Regions from separate parts of the Bos taurus genome. Here region 1 is linked to region 2. A link is a contact called in public Hi-C data. All regions are on one chromosome and are shown on one strand. Each heading gives the region's core, a stretch centred on a gene start, on an enhancer-like site or on the middle of the called end of the contact. The rest is flanking DNA. Distances are from core to core; before and after follow the strand shown.

What was found. Hi-C and Micro-C count contacts between places; a contact is called where the count stands out from the background.
Region 1: a Hi-C map of liver shows a contact between it and region 2, with 7 times the contacts expected there. The contact joins two enhancer-like sites. A contact is called at or near these places in 2 of 11 Hi-C or Micro-C datasets (liver and skeletal muscle).

Annotation. Positions count from the first base shown.
Region 1 is chr26:17,033,101-17,037,947 of ARS-UCD2.0, reverse strand. All of the region lies in intron 1 of SORBS1 (sorbin and SH3 domain containing 1), which reads left to right. Among named protein-coding and RNA genes, the nearest start is that of SORBS1, 18 kb to the left of the region's middle. Within about 2 kb of position 2,212, at least 12 of the 102 cell types and tissues checked have an H3K27ac peak or open chromatin away from gene starts, as enhancers often do. A contact at or near this core is called in liver, where this site is marked.
Region 2 is chr26:16,982,290-16,986,527 of ARS-UCD2.0, reverse strand. All of the region lies in intron 2 of SORBS1 (sorbin and SH3 domain containing 1), which reads left to right. Among named protein-coding and RNA genes, the nearest start is that of SORBS1, 69 kb to the left of the region's middle. Within about 2 kb of position 2,192, at least 10 of the 102 cell types and tissues checked have an H3K27ac peak or open chromatin away from gene starts, as enhancers often do. A contact at or near this core is called in liver, where this site is marked.

The DNA of each region.
Region 1 (4,847 bases), core at 963-3,462, 51 kb before region 2:
GGGACCAGGCGGTGGCCCTTTATCAGGGTTCCTGGTCTTCGTGATGAGAAGGAGGTGCGACACGAGGCAGGGGGAGAGGTGGAGGTGACCGTGAGCTTCCCAGCCTGGGAGGATGGTGACGCTTGAGACAGGAGAGGGCCAGGCTGATGGGCAAGAGGCTGTGAGCAGAGGCTTGGTGTGTCTAGAGTCCTGAGTCTCCGGTCCTAACCCAGCCCTGCCTTTGAACTAGCTGAGAGATCTTGGGCCAATTCCCTGATCTCCTGGGCTCTTTATGGCAAGGGGAAGGATCTGGGCTGGAGATCTGTGAATTTGTGAGGCTGCCCTATGGGGGTGAGCAAAGAAACATCTTCCTGGAGTGGGCAGTGGGTGTAGGGGAGAGGCTCTGGGTGATCAGGTTGGATGAAGAATTTGGAGGAGAAGAATATTCAGACTCACCCTGCCCTCTCAGGGTGCTTATGAGACCCTGACATAAGGGGCGTATAAAATCTCAGCCAGGACAGTGTTGAGGTCTCTGCTCCATTCTGAGTGGAGCAGGGGAGGGGTTAATCTTCCTGGATTCACAGAAAGGAAATTCTCAGAGCAGGGAACTGGCTTTTAGTGAACTCCTACCCCCTCCTCTCCACCTGCCCCTCCCACCCCACTCCCCAAGTCAGCTTTTGGGAAACTGTGGCCTTGGACCTTTAGAAAAACGAGTTTGTGTGGAGAAGGTTTCCTGACAGAGGAGGGCTTGGATAGAGCCTGGGGAAAGGGCAGATGGAAGGACTTCCCAGAGAAGGAGAGTGACCCAGAGTTACAGTACAGGATTTCAGATGGAGAGCCCAGAACGGAAAGCAGACATATTTTGAATACCTAGTGTGTGTGTTAGCTCTGTGCCAGGTGCTTTCATGATCGTTGTCTCGTAATCTTGACCTCATTTCTGCCTCTATTATCCCATTTTACAGATAAGGCAGCAGGATAAGACAGATGAACTAATTTGCCCAAGGTCTCAGAATGGCAGGATTTCATTTCTCAGGGGAACCTAGGGAAAAGGGGGAAAGATGTGTCTTTGTAACACTTATTTCTTCTTAAGCACTTACTGAAAATGTGGGTCCAGCCGCCCTCTGTGCTGCGGCATTCCAGTATAGCACAGAATCTTGGTGATCTCCAGGGTCTAAATCTCTTACTTTATGGATTAGGAAACTGAGGCCCAGGAGAAGGGCTATGCCAGGGTCAGGAGCAGAATAGGGATGAAAACTAGGAGAGTCTGGAGACTTCGAGACTGTTATGGCTCTTTTAAGGCCTCCCTGTGGAAAAGTTTGTTTTTAGACAACAATGGAACCCTTTGTCTGGAGAGTTGGTCGGGGCAGGGTTGGAGCTGAAAGATTCTGTGTGTGTGTGTGTGTGTGTGTGTGTGTTCTTTCCTTCACTTTAACCTCAGATGCCTTTGAACCAGCAGGAAGGATTCCTTAAGACCAAAGGTTAAGACCAAAGGCATTTAACAGGTGGAAAGGGCATAGGAAGTGTAGGGGGGGGGTGGGGGGTGGGGGGAGAAGATCAGAAACCAAAGAAATAGAAGATTAAACTCTAGGCTTGGCTAAAAGGAATTTTCCAGGCCTGTAAAAACTCACTAACGTTTATCAGATCCCCACTGTGCCTGGCAGTCTTTATGTGTCATTTTTATGTAACTGCCATGGCCGAGGTGCTGTTGATTGCTCCCATTTTATAGATGAAGGAACTGAGGCTCCAAGAGGCTGTGATGTGCCTCATGTCACAGAGATAGTAAGACGTAGAGCCAGGACTCCAGCCCATATCCACCTGATCAAAAGCTCTGCCTGTAACCCCTAAGGTGTTTTATAGTACTGGGAGCGTCAGGAGTCTGAATATTTGGGGATATACAGAATAGCACATTTAGGGAGCGAGCCCTTCAGCCATGGTTCTGTGGAGGCAGTTTTACTCCTATGGGACATTTGGTGATGTCTGGAGAGACTTCGCTTGTCATGTAGGGGGTGCTCCTGGCTTTTGGTGGGTAGAGGCCGGCATGCTCCTCATATATCCTGGAGTGCAGGATGGCCCCACCACCAAGTTACCCCACACCAGATGTCAGTGCTCTGAGGCTGAGCACTCCTGCCCCTGGGGGGCCTGGGTGTGTCTTTACCTCAGGCATAGGGTGCGTAGAAGGCCACCTGGAAAGCCCACCTGAGTTGTTCCCTTGCCTTCAGGGACTTGTGTTGTACCTTAGGGGATGTTTGCAGTTTGGGTTCCTCACTGATTCCCGAGGGGCTGGCGTGGTGGTTGTGGAGAGTGGAGGCCTAGAGGAAAAATTCCAGTAAGCCCAGGGTGGCCCAGGGCTGCGGAGCTGCAGCAGGTGAGAGGTGGGTGGGTCCAGTCCTGACTGCCAGGAACTCATTCGACTGTCTCTGGGTATCACCGAAATAAGAACAGATGCAGCTAATTGTCTGTTTTTTTCCTTCGTAAAAGGAAGTGGTCACTATGACCACTCACCACCGGAATGTCTGAGAAGGGGGTACCCATGTTGCAGTTGCCCTTGGAAGTGACCGTGACGCTTGCCAAGCTCCTTTGTTACTAGTTACTGTTTAATCGGACTCTTGTCCGCCAGGGCCACTCAGGGTAGAGCTGCAGACATGTCTGGGAAAGCCTGGGCACCCATGGCCCTTACTTGAGCTTCTCTGAGCAGTTTTATCTGCACATTGTCAGTGGCGGAGCCCCCTCTTCCAGGTCAGGTACAGGCAAAGCATGTGTGTGTTCTTGTCTTGCGTGGTATATGTCACCAGGTGAGACTTTGGCCTCAGCAGGCCTTCCCCTGTGACCCCTGTGTCAGGCTCTCCCTCCGTTGCCAAGCTTCCATCGCAGCGCCTTTCCCCTGCTGGCCCTCCCAGCCTTCTATCACCTGGGCCCCGCCCCAAGACCTCCTTTCTGAAGCTCTCTGGCCACATGAGCTGCCAGAGTCACCTCCCCACTCCAGACACCCTCTGCCCAGTGACTCCTCTGGTCGTTTATCCGGTCATTACATCCTACTGCTGCTGTGTCATCTTCTGACCTCTCCAGGGGTTCACTCCCTAGTGGTGTGGGCTTGGGTGAGTCACTTAACCTCTGGAGAAGCAACGTAATGTCAAAGCAGGTAACCTTAGTCCCCTCCTAGCATCAGTGTGGAAGGGGAAGCACAGCTCTTGGATGTGGGGCGTTTCTCTAAGGTTGGTGGAAATTTAGGCTCCCCTTGGATCGCATACAGATTTGTGGAGAACTTGGAACTCCTTGTCGGAATGCTGTCTCCAGACTAAATGAGGAAACTTCTCTAATAGTAATTCTTTGCTCATCAAATGTTTGGTGAGTGCCTGTTGTGTCTAGAGGTGTGTGGGGGGTTCAACAGGACTGTACGTTGGGTCTCTTGGGCACGACCTTTAAGGAGCCCCAGCCCTGTGGGGTACTGGGGTACAAAAACTTAACCAAGGAGCTTCCAGCATATCACCCTGTTTCCATCCTTACTACCTGCTGTCACAATTGTGTACACCACCCCCCACCACATACACCAAAGTTCCATAAGAGGTGGAACTTTTTCAGCCTTCTTCACTATGTGCCCAACACATAATGTGCAGTTAGTAAATACTTGTTGAATGAATGCAGTCAAGAATGGCACCATTTAACTTGGGTTTTGCAGGGAGAGTAGGGCTTCCCTGGTGGCTCTGATGGTAAAGAATCTGTCTATAACGCAGGAGACCCAGATTCAATCCCTGGGTGGGGAAGATCCCTTGGAGAAGGAAATGGCAACCCATTCTAGTATTCTTGCCTGGAAAATCCCATGGACAGGAGAGTCTGGCGGGCTACAGTCCATGGGGGTCACAAAGAGTCAGACATGACTGAGTGACTAACACACAAAAGCCTTGCAGGGAGAGTAGGAGTTAGACCTCTGTAGGTGGTGCTCTGGCCAGCGCTGGGGTCGGGTGGAGGCAGGAGGAGGAAATGCTGGGAACAAATGCACAGGGATAGTAAAGCCCAGGATGTGCTGTGTAACTACAGGTCCATTGGAATTGGACCTGCAAAATGCAGAAAGACTGGAAAGGTAAGCTGGGGCCAGAGGGTGGAGAGTCTTGAATTCAAGCTTATGGTAAAGAGACTGGATTTGTTCTACAGTTGATGACCTCACCTTCCAATTTGCTTCTAGGGTGGCTCTGCCTCTTACTCCAATGTGATTATTAATGGAGCCCCCTATCTCTCAGGTGTCCCTCTCTGGGTGATGGTCAGATGGTCCTGCTGTCCTAAAGGCTGTGGGGAGCCCTGGGTGGGACATGGTCAGGCTGGCCTTGGGGAGATCAGTGCCCACAGTCCTTGGTGAAGCCTGGAGGCGGGAGATGAGACATCCCAAGTTCAGGTAATTCAGGCCTGAGCTTGACGAATTGTGGTGACATCTGAAAGGAGGAGATGGTTACGAGAGAGGAGAAAAGCTGAAGTGATACCACACATGGTCTCTAAGATTACTCCAAAGCGAATCTTCCAAAGACAGACCCGCTCTAAAAGTTCCTGCATCCTGGACAAGCGGTCTTCTAACTGGAAGTTAGGGCTGATAAGAAAACCATCTACAACACGCCTGTTTCCTGAGCAATTAAAAGCCAGAGAAGCTTCTTCCCAGCCTCCAAAACATTCTGGTGCAACACACTGGTATTCATTTTCCTAAACCCCAGCATTGTTCCTTGGAATTTAAAATAGGTTATGAATGTGCCTGATGTCAGGGAAGATAAATCTGTGAGGAGGACTGTAGTCAATACATTTCCTTTTTAAGTAGAAACAATATAAAGAGCTTAATTCAGACCCGAATCAATCTCACTTTGTTGCCGTGATTGTGTAAAACCTGA
Region 2 (4,238 bases), core at 943-3,442:
CTCAGTGAGACTTAGGAAGTATCTAATCTCTGGAAAATGAGCACTTATTGGGTAGTATTCTATATCTGAAACCACTGATTTATGGCAAAATGAAGGTTTCAGTGGAATGTCCATGACGATTGACAGCAACCCTGGTTTTCACTCGTCATCTTTTCTCCGAGTGGAACCTAAATAAGATTAAAAAGAAGGAAACCTACTGGCAGTCATAGGGTGAGGATTTCTCCTGTTTCCTTTTCAGCAAGTGGTTTTAGGAATGAAGGGAAAAATGTTTTTTTGGTACCTTCCCATGCCCCCAGAGACTTAAGTGGTGGGACATTTATAAATGGTACTATCTCCCTTATGTTTTGTAAAAAAATAGCCAGGTGTGCAGAATAGTGGTTCATTGCTCATGTGTATGTGGGTCATCTTAGGAGGAGCTGCTGGAGATGAGTAACCTTGGAGAAGGGCAGTGGTATATGAAGGGAACTTCCTTTTCAGTCTCCACCCTTTTGTCCTAAATCTTTTGGTTTATGTATTATCTTTCAAAAGAATAATAGTACCTCTTCTCGGCTTAACAAATGACCTAGAAAAATCTACAGTTCCTTCACTTCTTGTTTTTACTGGGACTCTTGCTTGATGTGCATGTTGACCAAGGTCATTGTTGGTTCAATGGCCATTGCCTTTATTTGTTGTAACGCTTCATGTTCATCAGCAACTTGGTGTGAGGCTTTGGGAAGAAATTTTCCTTTACTGTTCTAGGTCTTTCTGACTGGTCTAAGATTTGAACTGACATCAGACAGATTAACAGGAGAAAACTGAACAAAAGTGTAACAACCTGCATGCAAGGGAGAGACCCAGGAAAACTCAAGTAACTCCCCTAAGTGTCCAATACTCTAGTTTTCGATACTGTCCTTAGATAAAAGAGGATGAGAGTCAGTTATGGGAGTTGACCAGGAAAAGGACTGTAAACTAAGGTAAGGTTGTTATGTAGATTAGTCATCATCTTATCCATTGATAAGAGTTTCTAGAGGTCTCATCATCCTCCTCTACCCGGTACAACAGGGACACACCCTTACAAATGAAGATTTACCTGTAAGTGTTTCTTCTAAAAGGGTCACTTCTGTTTGGTTTTCAGAATTTTTCCCATGTCTGTGGTTTCTTAGAAACTATAACCAGCTTAACATAATTAATATGCCAAAGAGATATGTTTTGGGGTGGCAAATTCTGTTCCCCTACAGCCTCTTTACCTTGACCTTCACATTTCTTTGTGTTACAAAAATGTCAATCAGGCCAATTTCATTTCCTCTTTGGCTCTTTCAAAAAGGATTCAAGGCTGTTTCAGGCTAATATTTTACTCAGCCACCTTAGACAAATGTGAATTCAAATGGGGTGGGTGTAGTTGCCATGAGTTGAGGCACAAACTGTATTCGTTTCAATGGGCCATCTCCCTGCCGCCCTGTAGAGCAAAGTCTTATTATTGCATTGTGGATCAGAACATGGGATTTGGAATCTGTTGTGGTTGATAGCCCCTAACCCCAGAGTTCATTCAAAATGATCTTCCCAAACTCATTTTCCTTGTTTTAAAAATCTCAGCACCTGTCAGAAAATGTCAGTAATTTGCCCAAGTTGTAACTTTTTTTGAAAGCGGAGACTGAATCCAGTGTCTAGGACTAATGAGCAGATCACTACACTGTCTGGAGTGTGTGCTCTTTCGAGGTTCATTTCTACAGGGGTCATTGTCTAAAAGTATCTTCCTGGGCTAGCATGTTCGTTTGTCTTCCCAGAGGTTCATAAAGCTGTTTTCTGGCCAACATTTTTGTGTTCTACAGAGCCATGACATTCGTTCTGTGCAGCAGCCACGTTTCGTAGGTGTTGATGTTTCTCTAAGAGATTTACACATTTGATTTTATACTTTTAAAACAAACAGGACTTGTATCACATTTGCCAGCCAACCATGTGTAAAAACAAGATACTTTCTCCTTTTCTATCTAGTCACTACAAATAGTGAGATATTTTTCAGTCCCCCATCCTCCTCACCAGGTTTGGGGAAGTAAATGTTAGATTGTGCTTGGGGATGCCACTGAGATAAGGCCGTCAACATCATCTCCAGTGATCACTGAATGTCATGGAAAGAAATGATCTTGATTGCTCCACTGACTCATTTAGACTAGGCACCGCCTGATACCTGCTTCACAGCAGTGCCCTCGTCCTGCAGTCTCTTATCAGCATAGAGATGACTCACTCTGTTTTCCTCAGTAAGAGAGATTTTCTCCGGTCTGCTGATCCCATCACTGATTTAAAAGAAAAAAAAAAAAGGATCCTGCAGGAGTATGTTTGAGAAAAAAAAATGACTACGTTATCTGTGTTTGAACTTGCACAATTGAACTTTCACTTTTATAATCAGGTATTGGTTCTTAGGCTTTTGTGAGAAGAAGGGTCAAGAACACCACCCCTCCACCCCAGATGCACGTGTACCCACAGCATGCATAGTACTTTTACATTTTAAATAGATGACATTCCCCCATCTGGTTATCATGCCTTCTAACTTAGTCACATAAACCATTAGCATACCATTATAAAAGTGGCTGCCTCTGGGTACCTCTGGGTGGCATTTCTGATTAGACAAAAAGTTTAGGGAAAATTGCTATGTTCAAGGCAGCCTGACTTTGATGAAATGTACAACTTCTGGAATTGTCCCAACATGGACTCAAAAGCTGAAAATACTCTTAAATCAATTTCTATTATTTTAATTAAAGAAGGAAGTAAAGGTATCTTTACCCTTCTTGCTTTCTAACAGCTAATTTCAATCTTTTTCCTCAAATTTATGTATTCTCCCATCCTCATTCCCCTTGGGCAAGAGAAAAGCTATTATAAGGGAATAATATAGGTTTAAAAAAGAGTATATTAAAAAAAAGTGTATAGAATCCATTCTTCATTTTCCAATAAATTTGTGTTTCTAGGCACTGAATTTACTTCCTGAATTAATCATGTTTATAGCATTTTGTCCTTCAAACTAACTGTCTATAAAACACCAGTATTTAAAAAAATTTTAAAGTAAGTGACCAGAATTTTCAAAGTTGGGGAAGTTTCACATGATTGGGTTTCTAGCTGCTGTGCACAATGAGAATATCTAACAGTGCTGAGCCATATTCTTACATGGAACGGTATGGGCTGGAGTGGAACAGCCATTGACCCATCATGTGAGAGCATATGAGTCCCAATTTATTGCAGTCCCCAGACCATCATCTGTATCTGGATGGCCCTCTCAGCCTATATAACTCCAGCCTTTGTAACTCCTGACTTTCAGTATCAGTTTAAAATCTTATCTTGACATATCAAAGGATCTTGAGGTTCAGCAAAGAATCATTTTGGTATCCCCCTTTTTAAATGTGGAAACTACATTTACAGTGATAGAAAAATAGTTGTCTGTGGAGTGAAACATGTTTTTTTTCTTTAAGGGATTTATGCCTTTTTAAATAAGAGGGGAAGGAAAGACAGCAATAATGTAATTTTTCAGTATTCTTTACAGATATCCAATCATTATATTAATTTTGAAACATATCATGTACTCTGTATAATGTGGTTTGCTCATAAAATTACCATGTTGGAGACATTTATACAAATCTACTAATTATATTTGCTCTTAAATAGTTCCAGTTTTTTTTTTTCTTTCTTTCAAATGGAGCTGAACTACTGAACTTGAAGGAACTTGAACATTTCTTAGTTTCCCTTTTTATAATAAGCAGACAAAAATATAAAACTGGATGACAGAAGTCCCTGATGTTTTGGTGAAGCAGAGCTGTTAGTTTTTTGGTCCCTGGTACCTTCCAAAATATTCAGTAGATTATAGGAAAGGAGCTTCATAAAAACAAAAGCCAACAAGAAATCCTAAAACTTTAATAACCATGTGAATTTAAATCATTCCCATTTTATAAGCTATTGTGATCAGTCTGTTTCTAATAACGCCCTTTTCCTCCTAAAATTATTCCTGTAAACTTCCGAAAACTAAATGCTAGCCAGAATGGAGATAGCCTCTCAATCCTTTTTCATTTTTAGCTGCTTGGCTTTGGGTGAAAGCTCTTCGGACACTCTCGGTCTGCTGGACTGGCCAAGGAAGGGACAGTAGTTCTCATTCCGGTAACCTCCTGGGCCCTTACTGGCCACCTGCCCTGGGACAACCCACCCTCCCCAGGCTTTGTTTGTTTCTTATATGTAATGAGATCGTGTTTGAGTTTCACTCAAACCCCAACAGTCTAGAA